Regions from separate parts of the Mus musculus genome. Here region 2 is linked to region 1. Evidence: chromatin contacts called from public promoter capture Hi-C data. All regions are on one chromosome and are shown on one strand. Each heading gives the region's core, a stretch centred on a gene start, on an enhancer-like site or on the middle of the called end of the contact. The rest is flanking DNA. Distances are from core to core; before and after follow the strand shown.

Region 1 (2,700 bases), core at 135-2,634:
ACCCAGCCCACAGTACCACCCCTGTACTCATGGTCTTGGCTGGGTTAAGTAAGAGAGCAAACTGAGCAAGCCAGGAGAGTAAGCCAGTAAGCAGTGCTCCTCCATGGCCTCAGCTTCAGCTCCTGCCTCCAGGTTCCTGCCTTGCACTCCTGCCCTGGCTTTGCTTGAGGATGGGCTGTGCAGTGGAAATGTAAGCCGACCCTTTCCCAAATTGGTTCTGGTCATTGTTTTTATCACAGCAACAGAGAAGCAAATTAGCACAGTCACATTTCAGAAACTACTCAGCATGAGGTATGTCAAGAATCTCAAAAGGGTTCTCACATGTAACACACCAGGTTGCCAAGGATCCATGTGGGACAGAACACAATAGATATAGTTTGGTTTTGTCCTTCAAGTACCAGGGTTAGGGGAATGGGCACTATTTGTTGGGGATGGAAAGAAGAGTATGAGCACCCGGAGGCCATGGAAAACCTTAAATGGTATGGCTATTAAAGGCAAAAACACTTAGGCTGCCAAAGGAAGGCATCCTCCTGTTCTCTGAGCAGTTAGCATATGAGGTCCTCCTTTTCAGGGTGGGAGGAAGGATTGTCCCCAGTCACTGTTCTTCCCTCTGCTCACCCCACTGCTGGATCAGGATCGCTTTATGTGTGAGCTTCCCAGCAGGAGCCACTCTTATGTGGCCACTGAAGTTGCTGGAAGCACACTCATCAGGGCATAAAGGAAATCGCTGCTGTTCTGGAATTGACTACTTACCTCTGTCGTTTCCATTTCCCTCCCTGGTGCCAAGTGGCAGCAGCAGGGGTTCAAGACTTCTTGTTGAGCGGAAGCTTTTGCCCGTGAAAACCTTGCACACTTTCTCATGCACTTTACCTGGAGCGGTGTGTGCTTGCGTGAACTCAGGGCCCATCTTTCTAATTTAAAAGGGAACCAGACGAGACACCTAATGCATCTGATGAACAGGAGCCTGAATTGCTCTCCTTTTCACTTTTCTATCTCGCTTTTCCTTGGGGGACAAGGAGGTGGCAATAAAGTAGATGTGTTGTGGAGTCATCCTTCTATGGACCTGCAAAGGAATGGATGGTCCTAGGGCATAGGAACCCTCACCCCAGTTCTCTAGGTTAACTTAAAAGGCAAGGGCTGTTTTTGTTCCCCAGAAGTGTCTGGCAGCTTTTGGAGGGGCTTCTGGGGGAGGATTGGGAGGTCAGGTGCTTCGGGCAGGAGGATGCCAGGAGGCGCTGCGGAGCGGGCGCGCACTCGACTCTCTGCTGCCCCCCGCGGAGGTGCCCAGGTCCCAGCCGCGGCCCCTCCAGGCTCCTCGGGAATGCTGGGAATGTGAGTCAGGGCCTGGGCGAGCGGCCGTGAGCGCGCGTGTCGGGACTGCGGCGGGCGCCGCCCCCTCGGCCCCGCCCGGCCCGGCCCCGGCGCTCGGCGCTGGCCGCGCTCCCCTCCACCTCCCCACCACCTCCCCGCGCTGCCCGCGCTCCACCGTCTCGCGCTCCTGATCGCTCCAGCTCCTCCCGGCCGCCCGACGCCGCAGCCACGCGAGGTTGTAAAAATCCATGTGGGACCGCGCCGGGGCGAGCATCGCTAAGGTGAGACGCCGACGCTGGGGGCCCCGGCTCCCTCGTGCGGGTCCCCGGCGCTCGTGGGCAGCTGCAATGCGTTATCGGGGGAGCTGAGGGGAGACGCAGCCGCCTTCCTCGGGGCTATTTCAGGCGGGGGAAGGGATGGGGCGGCCTAAGGGCGGATTTGCCTCTCTCTCTAAACCCCCGGATTGGAACAAGTGCACAGTTCCTCAGGCGCCCGCCCCGGGCCACCTCCCGCAGTCTCTCTCCCGTAGCCACCCTCACTGTCCTCTCCTTTCTTTTCTGCAGACGACCCCCCGCCCCCTTTGCTGACTACCTTGCCGGGAGGGGTGGGATGTTCACGAGGGTGGGGGTCTCTCAGAATCGGAAGCTGAATAAAGTGGAGAAGACAGGACCCCCCAGCCTCAGGGGTTGTGAGCCTGGCTGTCTGGGTGGGCTCCAGGGGAAAGGGGGGCGGGGAAGGGATGCAGGTTATAAAAAGAAAAATTCATGCCTGGGAAAATGAAGATGATTTACTGGGGAGGGGTAGGAGGTGGTGTATGAAAAAGGATACGATGTGAAATTAAACAGCATTCCTACCGATTCTCTCCCCACCTCCTAATTACACAAGGGGTACTTACAAGGAGGTACCTTTAAAAATTATTATTATTATTATTCCTGTATGAGCCTTTGAAAGATCATTTTTAGGACAGTGAAGAATAAGGGCTCTTTCGGTGTGTGAAAATCAAATAGTACCCACAAACTCTCCCCTGTTTAGCCCTACATAATTTATTTTGTAGTTAGGGGTCTTTCTCCTCCTTGCCAGAGGGAGGGTCCGCTCCCTTAGGAGAAGATCGATTTTAGGCGGCTACCTGCCTTTGCTGGATGAAAGACAATTTACTCCCAGAGCGGTGAATTGTCAGTTCTCTTCGTGACTGACAGCCGCACCTGCCACTTATGTGTATAGAATGGGACCGGTGGAACCCCAAGAGCCAATCAATGCTCGGGAGAGGAGGGCTGCTCCCACTTGTCTTGGTTAGTTTCCTGGTTGGCTCTTTAAATCAGTGGTTTTACTTAACCATTGGTTTCCACCAGGTAGGACTCCAGCTGTGAGAAGCAGAGAAGCGGGAAGCCA
Region 2 (2,700 bases), core at 56-2,555, 2.1 Mb after region 1:
GCATCTGCTCTCGCACTGAGACAGCAATACCAACAACTGCGAGAAGAGCCATGCAAACACACTGTTTCCGAGCCCCAGCCAGGACAGTGCGAGTGAGTATCCTGCTTTTCTTTGTGTTTGGAATCAAGTGTCATCTAAAAATAACCGGTTGGTAGGGAGAAGTCACTGCACAGTACAATGCCAAGAACGGGAGATCAGAGACTACTCTGATAACTGATGCAGCTCTGGGCTCACGTTTGTTTGGAAAAACTAAATCTGCCTCCATTTTCTGTGCTAGAAAAATCATCGCTGTCTGTCACCACAGAAACCTTACCTTTTGCAGAAGCTGGGAGCCCGAGTACTTGGCAGCGATGGATTTTATCTCCCCACCAAAAGCGGAGGCCCACAGCTTCACTCTATGGGGAGAAAAGAGCAGAGGGAAGAAATGTAATACCAGTGTCACCGTCACACACGCGCACACACCGGGCTGTGGCTGAAAGAGCAGGGCGATAGAACATTAAAGGAAAAAGGAAAGAAAGATTAAAAAAAAAAAAAAAAAAAAAAACTCTCTCTTACAAACTACCCGCACCAAGATGTAGAGCGCAGCGCGGGATGGGGTCCGGGGTCACCGGAGTTCAGAAGGTGTAAAGCCTGGCTCTCTAAGAAGACCACGGGCTTTCATAGAAACAATTGCCTGGTTACTTAAACACCTAAAATGAGCATCACCTGGCAAATACTACTCTGAAGAAATCCACCCATCCCCACCCCCACCCCACTTCCCGGAAAAGTAGGATGGCAAGGTAGCAGAAAAGGGGACCATTAAACAGCCCGTGGAAGTTGCAGTCTGTAAACAGGCTCTAAACTTGGCGCTGTCACTTGAGGTGAACCTCTCCAGGTCTTACTCCCCAGCCCCAGGGAAAGGGCGAGAAGGTTCCACCCTAGTCTCCCGCCACTGGGTGCTGATGCTGAGAGGCAGGTGCAAGAGGCGAGGCCCGCACCCGCCGTGGGTCCTGCCCAGCCGCACCTGCAGGCGCCCAAACTTGGGCGCCCCGGGTCTCTCTCGGGCGCTAGCCGCCCCTCCCGGGGAGTCCCAACACCAGGCACTTACACGGAGAGCGGGATCTGCTGCTCGGAGCGCACCACGTCCCCCAGAGCGGCGTAGAGAAGCGCGGTGGCTAGGAGCGCCGAGGCCCCCCGGGACGCGCAGCACAGCGAGCCCGGCCCGGCCATCCTGGCGGCGGCGGCGGCGGCGGCGACTGGAGCGGCCGCGGAGAGCTGCGCCGGGCGGGCGGTGGGCGAGCGCGCTGGGCTGCCTGCTCCGCCGCGCGCCGCCCCTCCTGCCTCTCGCGCGCCCGGCTCACTTGGGGAGCAGGGGGGGGGGGGAAGCAGCGGGGTACGGGGGGAGGGGAGGGGAGGGCGGAGAGGAGGCGGGAGGGAGCACTGGGGAGTAGGCAGGCGCGGGAGGAGGGAGCGAGACGCGCCTCTTGCCGCGGCAGCTGCCCAGCCCCGCCTCGGCGGCCCCGGGGAGTCCGGCGAGCCGCGGCGGGAGGGCGGGAGGCGCCTCGCGGGCGGAGACTCGCAAACTCAAGTGTCCTTGGCCGCCACGGCTCGTGCCTCGCCCGGTCCGGCCCACTGCGGCCGCTGAGTTCTTTACAACTCCGCAGTCCGCCGCCACGGGCGCGACTCTCGGGTGGCCCCGGGCGGTCCCCAGGCCCTGGCGACCGGAGCGGAATGGGGGTGGGCGGCTCGGGAGCGAGGCCGAGGACCCCGATGCTCCACACTTTGCCAGTAGTTGATCTGGTCAGGAGCCCCGGGGACTGGTCAGGGGCGTTGTGGTGGGGGGCTGCGGAGCCTAGAGGTGGTGCGACCCCCTCCCGATTCCCCTCACGGTTCCTTGGGAAGAGGCAGAAGTCTGGAAGAAGCCAGCGGGCGGCGGCAGCGGCAGTGGACCGGCTCGTATAGCGGCAGAACGGGCTGGGGATGGGACAAGGGGGTCGGGTTCTAGGGAGTGCACCGCGGCGTGGCCGCCCATCGCTGCTCCACCGCCGCGGCGACTGGAGGAAAGCGCGGAGGGTGGCGCTGCAGTCGCGGCGCGGGCACCCGGCGGCCGCACAGCTACCGCTGGCGTTCCGGACCACGGGCCGGGGTGCTTTCAAGCCTACTGAAGCTCGGGGTCCGGGGTCCGCACTGCTACACGGTGCACCCAGGGACCAGGATGCCCGGGCGGGAAAGGAAGCAAACGCAGCGGAAAGTCCAACCTGACCGGCAGACACCCTTAATTCTGCGGGGGGAGGAGGGGGGTTCAGATTGCTCCGAGCACGGAGGTTCCGCACACCAGCCCCCGCCCGGGAAGAGGCAGCTGAGCGCGGGCGAGGCTTCTGAATACCCACAGGGAAAGCCCCAGGATGTCTCTTTTGCCGCGGCCCCACCCTTAGAAAAACCTTGTCCCCCATCCTCGTTCAAGCTCTAGGGTGTGACTAGGAACTTTGTGGAGCCCTCGCGCGGGCTGACGGTAAAGACCCGAGTGAGGCTGAGTCATCCTCGCCTGGCGGAGCAAACTCGGGCGACCTGGGGCAGCCGTGCGCTCCTGACCTCGCCTAGTCTCCGAACGCGCCCCCGCCGCCTCGGTTCTCCTTATGTGCATGTATTTCCGCCTCTGGGATTTACAGGGGTTCTCCCCCCCCCCCACACCCACACCCTACCTAGTTCTTTGCACTCAAT

The links. Promoter capture Hi-C pulls out the DNA fragments that hold promoters and counts their contacts.
Region 2: a contact with region 1 is called in a promoter capture Hi-C map of hippocampal neurons, with 9 times the contacts expected there. The contact joins the promoter of Cacna2d3 here to the promoter of Erc2 in region 1. A contact is called at or near these places in 4 of 39 promoter capture datasets (cranial neural crest, frontonasal cranial neural crest, hippocampal neurons and 1 more) and 2 of 115 datasets of contacts at active chromatin or transcription factors (astrocytes and embryonic forebrain).

What each region holds. Positions count from the first base shown.
Region 1 is chr14:27,621,023-27,623,722 of GRCm38.p6, forward strand. It overlaps Erc2 (ELKS/RAB6-interacting/CAST family member 2), which reads left to right and starts at 1,385. Exons shown (of 20, transcript NM_001347497.1): 1 at 1,385-1,592.
Region 2 is chr14:29,720,559-29,723,258 of GRCm38.p6, forward strand. Cacna2d3 (calcium channel, voltage-dependent, alpha2/delta subunit 3) reads right to left here and starts at 1,306. Exons shown (of 38, transcript NM_009785.1): 1 at 1,088-1,306; 2 at 314-395. The coding sequence starts at 1,209.